2 separate regions of the Zea mays genome follow, and region 2 is linked to region 1. A link is a contact called in public Hi-C data. All regions are on one chromosome and are shown on one strand. The core of a region is the stretch at or near the end of the contact, and the rest is flanking DNA. Distances in the headings are between cores, read along the strand shown.

Evidence for each region. A called contact is a pair of places that touch in the nucleus more often than the background predicts.
Region 2: a contact with region 1 is called in a Hi-C map of tassel, with 2.7 times the contacts expected there. The contact joins the promoter of LOC100125643 here to the enhancer-like site in region 1. A contact is called at or near these places in 2 of 25 Hi-C or Micro-C datasets (ear and tassel).

Annotation. Positions count from the first base shown.
Region 1 is chr1:263,348,100-263,353,723 of Zm-B73-REFERENCE-NAM-5.0, reverse strand. No RefSeq gene overlaps it. Among protein-coding and RNA genes, the nearest start is that of LOC100281024, 32 kb to the right of the region's middle. Within about 2 kb of position 3,948, at least 17 of the 20 cell types and tissues checked have an H3K27ac peak or open chromatin away from gene starts, as enhancers often do. A contact at or near this core is called in ear and tassel, where this site is marked.
Region 2 is chr1:263,730,823-263,736,194 of Zm-B73-REFERENCE-NAM-5.0, reverse strand. It overlaps LOC100125643, which reads left to right and starts at 2,889. Exons shown (of 4, transcript NM_001112574.1): 1 at 2,889-3,161; 2 at 3,681-3,869; 3 at 4,102-4,423; 4 at 4,644-5,187. The coding sequence starts at 2,918. The coding sequence ends at 5,181. LOC103643763 (a long non-coding RNA gene) reads right to left here. Exons shown (of 6, transcript XR_561270.4): 2 at 3,819-4,908; 3 at 2,526-2,611; 4 at 2,145-2,301; 5 at 1,187-2,067; 6 at 748-1,101.

The DNA.
Region 1 (5,624 bases), core at 2,699-5,198:
CTCGGGCGAGGCGAGATCGTGTCCCTTGAGTGGACGGAGCCTTGACCTGAATTGCGCCCATCAGGCCTTTGCAGCTTGTGCCGATGGTGGTTACCAGCCGAGTTTAGGAGTCTTGGGAGTACCCCTAATTATGGTCCCCGACAATCATGTAAATAACAATCAATACATTAATAAGCTAGGATAAAAGGAACAAGTGATAACTAATTTTAGCTTAAAATGTGTTGCATGAAGTTTATTTCAATTAGAACATATTGAATTAATAATATTATGAGACATATTTATAAGGAATAATGATTTTAAGGCGGGTTTTAAAAACCCATGGTTTTTACAGGTATGGATAGTGGAAGAACAAACTCATGCCCACGTACCTGTTGAGTTTTCATTTGAAAACATTAACATACCCATGAATACAGAAATTGACCTAAACCCATACCCTAATAGAGCAAAAAACTACCGGGTTTCGGGTAACGGATACCAATTGCCATATCTACTCCGATCTGCTCCCAAGGAAAAAAAAACAAGAAAGTTTCTGCATTTGGCGAAAGCATAGTCCTGTATCAATATATATATATGCATGCGCATGGTCATGTGATCGCGAGAAGTTCTCCAGATCGAGTGGGTGGCACACTGGCACGCAAGCTAGACGAGATGGAACGCCGAAAGAAGAGGAAGAGGTACGTACGTGCGAGGAGCAAGCTGCCTTCATTCATTCATTAATTCATCTCCGGTACGTCCTTGAATTCAGATGCGCTGCTGCTGTCATGTCCAAGATCAAGAACCGCACCGCGCGCCCATACAGTTACCGGCTAGCACTATGCTTTAATTAAGCTGGCTTTAGAGCGGGTAACGACAGGTTTCGGGTTTGTGTTTCGCCAAAGCAAACAGTGCTGCGTCCCTCGTAAATAAAGCTAGCTAGCCCCGGCTACGTTCAACGAACCATTAATTGTCATGCGCGCGCGTTCTGGCCAGTGTCGTCCAAGCTAGCATATATATACTTTGAATTTGAAATCTATCTATCTATCTAATATATGCTTGTTTATCTGAGATATGTGCCTAACAGTTGTTGTTGGGCAATGACAGCCCACTTGAGCTAGCTAGCCTGTCATGTTCACGTACGAAAGGCTCCAACAAGAGACTGCGCAAGTGCAGTGTACAGATGTCATCGTCCCAAGGCATTGCATATATATAATATGTTTTTTTGTCTATCTAGAGTTGGTTGTTGCAGGCATGAGCATGAGCAGTACCAGCAGTCCATCCATGGCTTTACATGGCGTAGATTGAGCCTTTAGTTATTAGGGGCCAAAGGAAGCTAAACACATGGGGTGCATCATCAACAACGTCTGGGGATAAAAGCGGCCTGCTGGTGCCTGATGCATGCTTTGTTAAGTTCGTTCGATTGGATACCCAAGGAGTTCGGCTTTCAGCAAAGCTTGCATGCATGTGCCCGGTTTTGGTCTGGTCCTGCAGTTGATACATGGGAGATGCACATGCACTGTTTTTTGTTGTGTGTGTGGGCCTGTGGGGTGGGGGGAGTGGGGTTCCTATCGGAACAGGTGTCCAGCGTCGGACCAATGCAGGGGGCAGAGAGGTTGGATAGGAACCTGTGGGTTCTCTGTGCAAGTACAACTACATACAAATTACAATCTAGATCATAATCTAGATTATATAATCTTTAAGCTGAAATAAATATGCTCTTAATCTCTTAAATTTTAAGATTGATCCAAGTTACGGAGTTTGACCATCAATGCTTTTACTAACATAACAGTAACCTGTCCAGATTTATAAAAGCTCACTCTTTTGTTTCTCTGGTTAAAAGAGGTGGGATATTTATTTGTATAGTTTCAGAGTCATTCACTCCGTTTTATTGCCTGTTCTATCATCCTACGATCCTATACATGGAGAAAAGCGTAGTCGCACGAACGATAACCCTCCTATCCAACCTCTCTGCCCCCTGCATTGGTTCGACGCTGTTTGTTTTTGGTGTGGCTCCCCCAGCGGCAGCCGCGAGCTTCCCCCTACCCTTTCCCTGTGCACGCGTAGGGCTCCTTTGGGACTGTCCGCAGCGGTTCTCTCTAAATTTCTCCCCCTATATCACTTTTCTGTGTCACATCATCAACATTTTATCCCCTACTTTTTCATCTCTAGCAGCGGTCCCCCTATATTTTCCCTCTATACCCCATTACAACTATAAAATATCATTATTAAACCATATTCATCATCTATTACCATTTTTTCTCCACTTCTAAAATTCTGACGAGCACGAAAATCGAGTTTAGAGGGCGCTACAGTGGACCGCTGGATCTATGATGAGAGAGAAGCGCTCCTCTCCGTAGCAGGCTCCGTAGAGTTCACCGCTGCGCGTCAAACTGAATCACTGCAGCCGCCAAATGCACTACAATGGTAGGAGAGAGGGACGCAAGTGTCGGCCGCTGCGCATAGCCTGATATTGTATAGTTGTAGTGGGGTATAGAGGGAGAATACAGGAGAAACCGTTGCGGTAAATGAAAAATTAGGGGATAAAATGTTGATGACACAAAAAAGTAATATAGAAGGAAAAATTTAGGGAAAACCGTTGCGGACGACGGAGTCTGTCGATACCGGACTATGGTCCGTTGGCTGCGACGGAGGTGGAGTCTGGCTGGAGGAGGGGCAGACGACGGAGGATGGTAGGCAAAGGTTGGGATGGCTGAGGCGGAAGTTGAGATGGGCGGATGGTGAAGGTCTATGACAGCGGCGACGGGTGATGGGGACACAGGGTGAAGACTGTCTGGATGAAGTCATGAAGAATGGGTGAGCCACTTTAGCACTTGGGCCAGATGGATAGGTGGATAGTTGGGTTGTATCTATTACCTTTTTTTCTCAAACTTGGTATGACTCGGGCCATAGAGGGTCATCCGCCCTAGCTATTTGGATGATCAGATTATAAGAATGAAGATTATTGATTTTTTAGACATAGAGGCAAAGGCAATAATACCCTGCGTGCGTGTGATTTGGGGAAAGAATAAAATGGAAGACATTGTAATTTTATGATCATAACCATAGATAGTGGGTCTTTTACAAAAGTAATCTTAAATAAACTACTCTTGATGAGATTATCATAATCTGGACCCATAATTTATGGTGTTTGTTTACCTGATGAATTATTTACACTGAATTATATAATCTAGAGTAACTAAAATCCAAAACAAATAGTACCTAAACTAGACAAAATTATGTGATTAATCCAACTGGAATCACATCAAACTTCCAGATATAAAGTTATTAACAAAACAAGTTTTTCTGTTCTAAAGAGTAACGGAAAGTAATCAAGATCTAATTTCTAAATTATGCAATAACTATAGAAGATTGATATTTCAAACTTTTGAGACCGCTCAATATATGTCTTAACAATGTTCTAGATGAATCGATTAAACAGTTTCAGTTGAAAAGAGCAAATTAGTCTAAGATCAAAAGGAGATAGACAATATTTAAACAACAAAGAGAGTGGAATGATGTTACCACATTAACATTGCATAACCAACTCTTTTATTATTAAGATTTATGTACAGAAGTGCTCTCCAAAAGCAACAGAAAATTCTTCCTTGAATTCTTCAAAAATCCAACATTTGTCTCAAATAAATCTAATCTAGTGTCTATCAGTCTAATTCTCATCTCTGGAAAAAACAAATTCTATTTACAAGAGATACTAAGTCTTATTCAGTCCGGATTCTTCAGCCACTGTGGGCCGCCAACCCTCTTACCAGGCCGCGCCCTCGCGCTGCTCGAGTGGGCCGCTGCCGCCGTGGGCCAGCTCCCGCGCGCGCGCCTGAACAAGGATTGCTGGCTTGCTGCTGCACATCAGCCGAGCTTGCGCCAGCGAAGAACTGGTCGCCAGCGTCCCCACGGGCCACGGGCCGCTCGCCCAGCAGCATGGACCGCCGCCTGCTCCGCTGGCCCCAAGAGTGTGCATCCTGACGCCTGTGCTGCCTCCTGTTCCGTTGCTTTCCTATTCCCCAGTCCCCACAGGCCCACACACAGCAGCTCCACCAGCCCCTAACGCTACGCCTGGAGTGTTGAGAACTACGTCACCACGGATCATCAGATCCGCTCCCTTCCCTCCCGTCAGCAGTAGAGGCGTGAGAAATTGTAGAGGACCCGTCTCCCTTCCCAGAAGCACGATAGAGGAACACACGGGACACAGGATATAGGGTTGGGCCTCTGGCCTCTTTCTCTTCTCTGTATTATAAAGAGGTGTACATGTTTCTTATATAGAGATGTGAGACCCCTCAGGGGCAAAGTCGGTATTTGCCCACATAACCCTAACTAGGGTTACTTAACACTCTCCCTTGGACGAATACTGCGACCAACACATGCCTCGTTAAAACTCCTAAAAAACACAGTGGGAAAATATGGAGAAAGAGTACATGGTGACGCAAATTGCATTTGCACTTTGTTGCCTCATTAAAAACCTCATGTGAGAAACTTCAAGAAAACTCACCAAAGAAAAAGAGTACAAGAGCTGTCATCGGGACAGATTTCGATCCTCTGGGATCTAGATTCTATCGAATCTTCTATAAGGGCTAACTTTAGAAATGTGCTCCCTCTGATCCTTGCAAAACCGTATCAATAAGGCAAAACATCTTCTTCTGGAAGTATATGCACATAAAGATTTAGCAAACATAATGCATATCCTTGCAAGAACTATTACAAGAACTTTACCTCTACTCACTTCTAGGATATACGAGGTAAGTGCACGTATCAATATAAATAAGCCACTTTGACTGACGGTGTCGATCGACTAGATCTTATATATTTGATAGAAAGTTCCATAAAGGTTCACATATTGATCATCAAACTCACGCCTTCAGGGCATAGAATATGACATTTATTGTCTCACGATTATGATCAATATACGCATTTGCTCCCCCTGACAATGACATATGTCAAAGTCGTTATCTCTCATAACTCAAGCATGTTCTTCAAGATATATGTCTCATTGTTCATCTGGAATAACGAGAATGGATGAGGTTGGGGTGCTATCATTTTCTATCTTACACCACAATTTATACATAGTTGTGCAAAGCAAATAACATGTCCTTCAATAGGACTTAGAGGATAATATAGTTGCAATAGTACATATTCTAAATATGACACATCGCTCTAGGTGTTCATCCATTGCAATATCTATGATGGTGTAACAAAAGTCCAACAAAGATCGTAATCCATCAGGGTTTTTTCATCGATCAGATACATCGTTATAGTCTGTCATTCTGGCACAATGGGGATATTTTGCCAGTAACACCTAAACCTTATAGGTTTCTACCATCAGGGCTTTAGAGGATACCATAATTTCACATCTAGTGGAAATTATCATGAGTAAAACTCATGGAATGCACATGTGCTATTCGGTGAACTTCAAGTCCTTTGGTACCTCATTTTATTCCTTTTCGGGTTTGTATGGGTCTTTATCCCTTTATCGGGATTAACAAATTTTGGTGTTCAACTCAAACTTTATTACTTCTAGAAAGGTTCCATCAGGGAACTGTAATCTCAACTAGAAGATATTCTCTCTACACTAGAGAATGGTCATTCATCAGGAATGCATTATTCGGTATGAGATTTATATGTTGCATATTTATAATTCA
Region 2 (5,372 bases), core at 1,640-4,139, 380 kb before region 1:
AAGCAGAGCCTCGCCGCGCGCGTGACGCAGGGTGGACGGGCGGGTGGCGGGGGCCTGAGCACGCAGCGACACCCACACCTGCAAAGAAAAACGCGGCCGCGCTCGCCGCTCGGTGTGTCCCTGGCGCCGGCAGGTCAGTACGCCGTGCATGCGGCCGGCCGTGACACTACCCTACCATGTGCACTACGGTGCCCGGATTCTTCGCTGCTGTCCTGTCCAACGGGGATACGACGCGTGGCGTGACGTCGTCTCGGTCTCGGGCACCTTTGCGTCCTGCTCCCCGGCGGGGCACAGGCGTGGTCCGCGTCGCGCGCGCGTGACTTCGCAGTCGCAGCACCGCCATCCGTCCGCGCCGCGCACATGGGCCTCCAGCCACCCCCTGCTACGCAGTACCGGCGTGAGGAGGAAATGCTGGCTCTGGCCGCTTGATTTGAACCAATGGATTTTGTCTTCAAGTGTGGTTCTTTCCCAACGTGCAATAATGCACCTACGCATCAACAGAAAACCTCCAAAAAAACCAGAGTCATTAAGATGGGAACACAGGAAGAGCAAGTTTCCATCTCAAAACATTAGTCGTTTTAGAGAATTAGTATATTCATGTAATTTTTTATGTATGTGTTTTGTATATATGTCTAAATTTATTATCATTCATTTGAATATATACATAAAAACCAAGAGTTAAAACGACTAATATTTTATAACAGAGGGAGTAACTTACGGTGGAATTTATAATGTCTTAACTTACGGTGGGATTTTATAATGTCATCATGTCACATATAGTAGCTAACTACAAATCTAGTTATATAATAACTCTCCTATGATACAAGTTGTACATTTAATACTTGGGGGGCCATAGTGTCACCTCAATCTCTGTAACCTTTTATACCTAGACTTAGATATACAACAAAATAATCGAACTTTTATATAGTAAGTCCATTTGCGGCACACCCACTCCACTCCACTGCTCAGCCACACCGACACGCCGATGCGGCCGCTCTGCGCCCCAGCACCTCTCCCCACTCCAACTCCTGAGTGACGAGTACAGCAGTGGGTACAAAATATCGTCCTGCCTCCTCCTGAGTGGTGGTCCATTGTATTCTTCTGTAGGATATTTGCAACATTACTACCCTCCTCATGTACTTTTGCGTTGTCTGAAAATGTGAGAGAGAAAGCAACTTGTACGTACTCCTCCTATATACGGCTGGAGTCTAGCTGGGCTGCCGTTGGCGGGCCTTGGCCTTGCCGTCGTCCACGAGACACGCAGACGCAGGCTGTTGAAGCGGGCACATGACTGAGGCATCAAATCACATTGATGGCCCGTGCGCGACGCTGCACAGTTGGCAGCAATACCCACGTACACCCCTGTACGTGCGTACTAGGAGTAGTACTCTGTAGCAGGTAGCCGTGCGGCCGTGCGGGCGGTGCCGAGAGAAGGGGGTCGGCGCAGCGTATCCAAGTGTGCCGTGCATAGGTTCTGTCAAATCTCCGTTGTCTGGCCTGCACACAGCCACACACATAAGAATGGTGACGATACTGTATGGAGTACATACTAACAGCTAGTACAAAGGTTTCCCGCTGGCACGTCGTCGTTGTCGTTGTCGTGACAAAGAAATTGGGCCGCCGCGCCGTAAGAAGAAGCTGGGTTGGTGCCGTGCGTGGGCTTGGCTGCTTGATCTGCTGTGTGCTCCTAGGCGGGCAATGAATGAAGCCCCAGCCATACGCCCGTCCAGGAGGGGAAGGCGAAGGAGGCGGACTTGAAAAGCGTCACCTCAACCTCGTGACCGCGCAGCAGCAGCAGCGGCGGCGGCAGGCCCATGGAGCCTGCTCACTGCTGCCAAAGCGCCTGGCGCGGCATCGCGTACTTTCCATGTAGCTGCCATGTTTGGCGCGCGGGCTAAGCTGTGGTGGCGTTCTTGGAGTCGGATGTGATTTTTGACTCCTGGCCACAAGCAAGCACCCCAACGCACTAACGGTCCGTAGGAGTGGCTCCTCCTGTTACAGTATTACTGTGCCAAATACTCCTCGTGTTTGTTGTTTGCTTCAATGGAGGCCTAAAGGTGCTGCCGTCTGTCCAATTAACATCGTCGTAAATGTCAAGTTAGCCTTTCGTAGTAGTAAGGCCAGTTCATGTAGGGCACATTTACCTTCACAGATACTCAGGCAGTAAAAGTCCCCTTCTCTCTCCCTCTCCAGGAGGAGTCAATGCCCTCCGGTTTAACATTGGCGCGCGAGGAGGCGTCACATTTGCGTCCTGTGGCCGTCACATGGATGAAGCCCCGCCATTTACTTCCTCGTATTTACCTGCAAGGATACAAAAGGCCCTACTTATTGAACTACAAGTACCGGTACTCGTTCGCACAAGTTTACTCACGCAGCGTACAAAAGACCACACAGTCACGGACAGTTATTGCCTTCACTCGCATAAAAAAAAAAAGACCATCTTTTTTTTTTTTGAAGACGCATGGGCGGCCGCGGTAGGGCCTTTTCGGTTTGCTCATGATGCTAGAGGGAGGAGTACGTGGTACCTTGGGCTGTAGATTTGAGATTCTGCTTTATTTAACCGCTCGCTGCTACACCGTCCGTGGTACCCGTTGTCAACTCACTGTCACTGCTGCTCATAATAACAATAATAAAAATATTGTACTCCTTTGCGCTCGTCAAAAAAAAAACAAATCTCTCTCTGAAAACTCATATCCAAAGACAAAAGAACGGACGAAAGGACCGGTGCTATTTAAGGGCCACCCCTCTAGTCCCCCAAAGAGCCCACCACACAAACGGACAAACCCCTGCCTCCCACCAGAAAAGCAAGCAGACCACACCCACCCGCCTCTAAACCAACCAGCCTGTCCCCATTCCCCGTCCCCGGCGATGCACGCCAGCATCCACTCCCTCCCGTCAGCCTCTTCTTCTCCCCCTGATGAGCGCTGAGTTCTGTGCTGCCGCTGCTGGTGCTGTGGCCATGGAGCTCGGAGTCGGGGATGTGATGGGGCTGCAGCAAGGCATCGCCGCCGCCACCGGGCCATCGTCCGGAGACAGCGACCTGGGTCTTCTCAAGCGAGCAGGCCTCGCCCAGGCAGCCACCTCCTACCCCTCCCCTTTCCTCGACCAACAGAAGATGCTCAGGTTCTCCAAGGCGGCGGCGGCTCACACGTCGCCCTCAGGTTCGTATGCCTTGCCTTGGCCTTCCTCAGTCCTCCGCAACGCATATTCCCTTCCCTCGCGCCCATCCATTCGTTCCTCCCTTCTTGGATGGATACCTTCTCTGCGAAACATGATAGACAGCGGTAGGCCACTCTGATACACTACACTCAAGAAAATGGACTAACAAGACTATTCACAAAAAAGAAAGAAAAGCAAAAGTCAAAAGGACAACAGCAGCATTCATGGAACTTGATGAGCCCTCATGAATGCTAGCTAGGAGTATCTACTATATATGGAGGGGCCTGGCCTAGCGGTACCGGCCATAGGGATTTGGCCCAACACCACCCGCCGCTCTCCTCTCCTTCCCTCCCTCCCCGGCCAAGAAGGCTGCCTGTTGTAAAACATTTCGTCTGCTTTTTCACCTTTATTACGTACGCTTTTGTCCTGGCGCTCCCTCCCTTCGCCATGCCCATGCACGTCCCAGCGTTTTCAGATTTTCGGTCAGACTAAAATATTCTCCTTGTTTCACCGTCATCCAGGCCTAGACTTCGGAGGAGGCCCGAGCGAGCAGGCTTTCCTGCTGTCCAGGACCAAGCGGCCGTTCACTCCGTCGCAGTGGATGGAGCTGGAGCACCAGGCTCTCATATACAAGTATCTCAATGCCAAGGCCCCCATACCTTCCAGCCTGCTCGTTTCCATCAGCAAGAGCTTCAGGTCATCCAACAGAGGTATGCATGCATGTTCTCAACCACAAGACTAAAAAGGAGGTTCTCTACTTCAAAGCTGTTATGCTAGCACCTGCAATAAATAAACCAAACGAGAAGAGAGAGAAAGTACATATATTATTTTGCACAAATGAATAAAGAATAACCAAACCATTATATATGCCATAAAGATTGACCACTGTATTGCCTTTTTGAGTATAAATGTAATCAGAGCTTGACAGACTCTCTAACGCAGTGAGCTGGAGGCCTCTTTACCAAGGCTACGCAAACGCAGACTCCGACCCAGAACCTGGGAGGTGCCGGCGGACAGACGGAAAGAAGTGGCGGTGCTCCAAGGAGGCGATGCCTGATCACAAGTACTGCGAGCGCCACATCAATAGGAACCGCCACCGTTCAAGAAAGCCTGTGGAAAACCAACCTAGAAAGGCCACCAAGGAGGTGACTACCGCTGCTGCTGGCTCGTTGCCGTGTGCCGGGCCACAAGGTAGCTTGAAGAAGGCAAAAGTTAATGACTCCAAGCCAGGCACTGGCAGCTATTGGACAGATAGCTTAAACAGGTAAATACCACCAGAGTCATCTCCTTGTTTTAGCATCATATCTGAATAATAAAATCCCAACTTAATACTTGTGAATCCTATTATAAGAGCATCGACGATGCTTCATTTTCAAGTACTAATCTGGAACAGTATTAGTATGTTATGGTTCTAAATAATGTTAGTTGCCACTTAGCATTCATAATAATAATTCTCATTTCGAAAACATTGTACATATTTTCAGGACAATGCTGAGCAGAGAGAAGGCAAACAAACCGACGGACGACGAGTCTTTGCTGCTTAGTTCGACGAAGAACAGTCAGCCCACCTTGTCCCTGCTCACTCAACTGAAGCAGCAGAACAAACCAGATAAGTTAGGTCCCACACCGGAAAATGAGCCGAACTCGGACACGATGTTGAAAGCCTGGGGTGGCAGCCACCACAAGAGCATTTCCTCCACACAGCGCCATGACGCTGAATCCCTCCAATCAGTCCTCCAAAATTTCAGCCTAGCCCAGAATGACAGGTTGGAGTCAGAAAAGAACAGATATTCTGATTCCGTGCTAGTCTCATCGGCTTTCTATTCTGCAGACGGTCCACAAACTACCTGCCTTACACCTAACATGACACAAGTGCAGCAGGACTGCATATCAAGCTCCTGGGAGATGCCTCAAGGTGGACCTCTAGGCGAGATCTTAACGAACTCCAAGATTAGTGAGGACTTAAGCAAGTGTGGATCTAGGTCATATGGTTGGCTATTGAATCTTGACCATGCACCATGATTCCTCAATCCATGGAGAGCTTGACATAGATATCTCACCACGGATGCAAACAATGAGTCAGGAAAAAAGAAGGTCCAAATGACCGTACTGTTTACCCCATGCATGCTCGTTATCTACATTTGTACTTCTATTTTTGTAGTATTCAGCTGTTGAATTATCAGTTCTTCTGAATCTGGCTGTATCTTAAACAA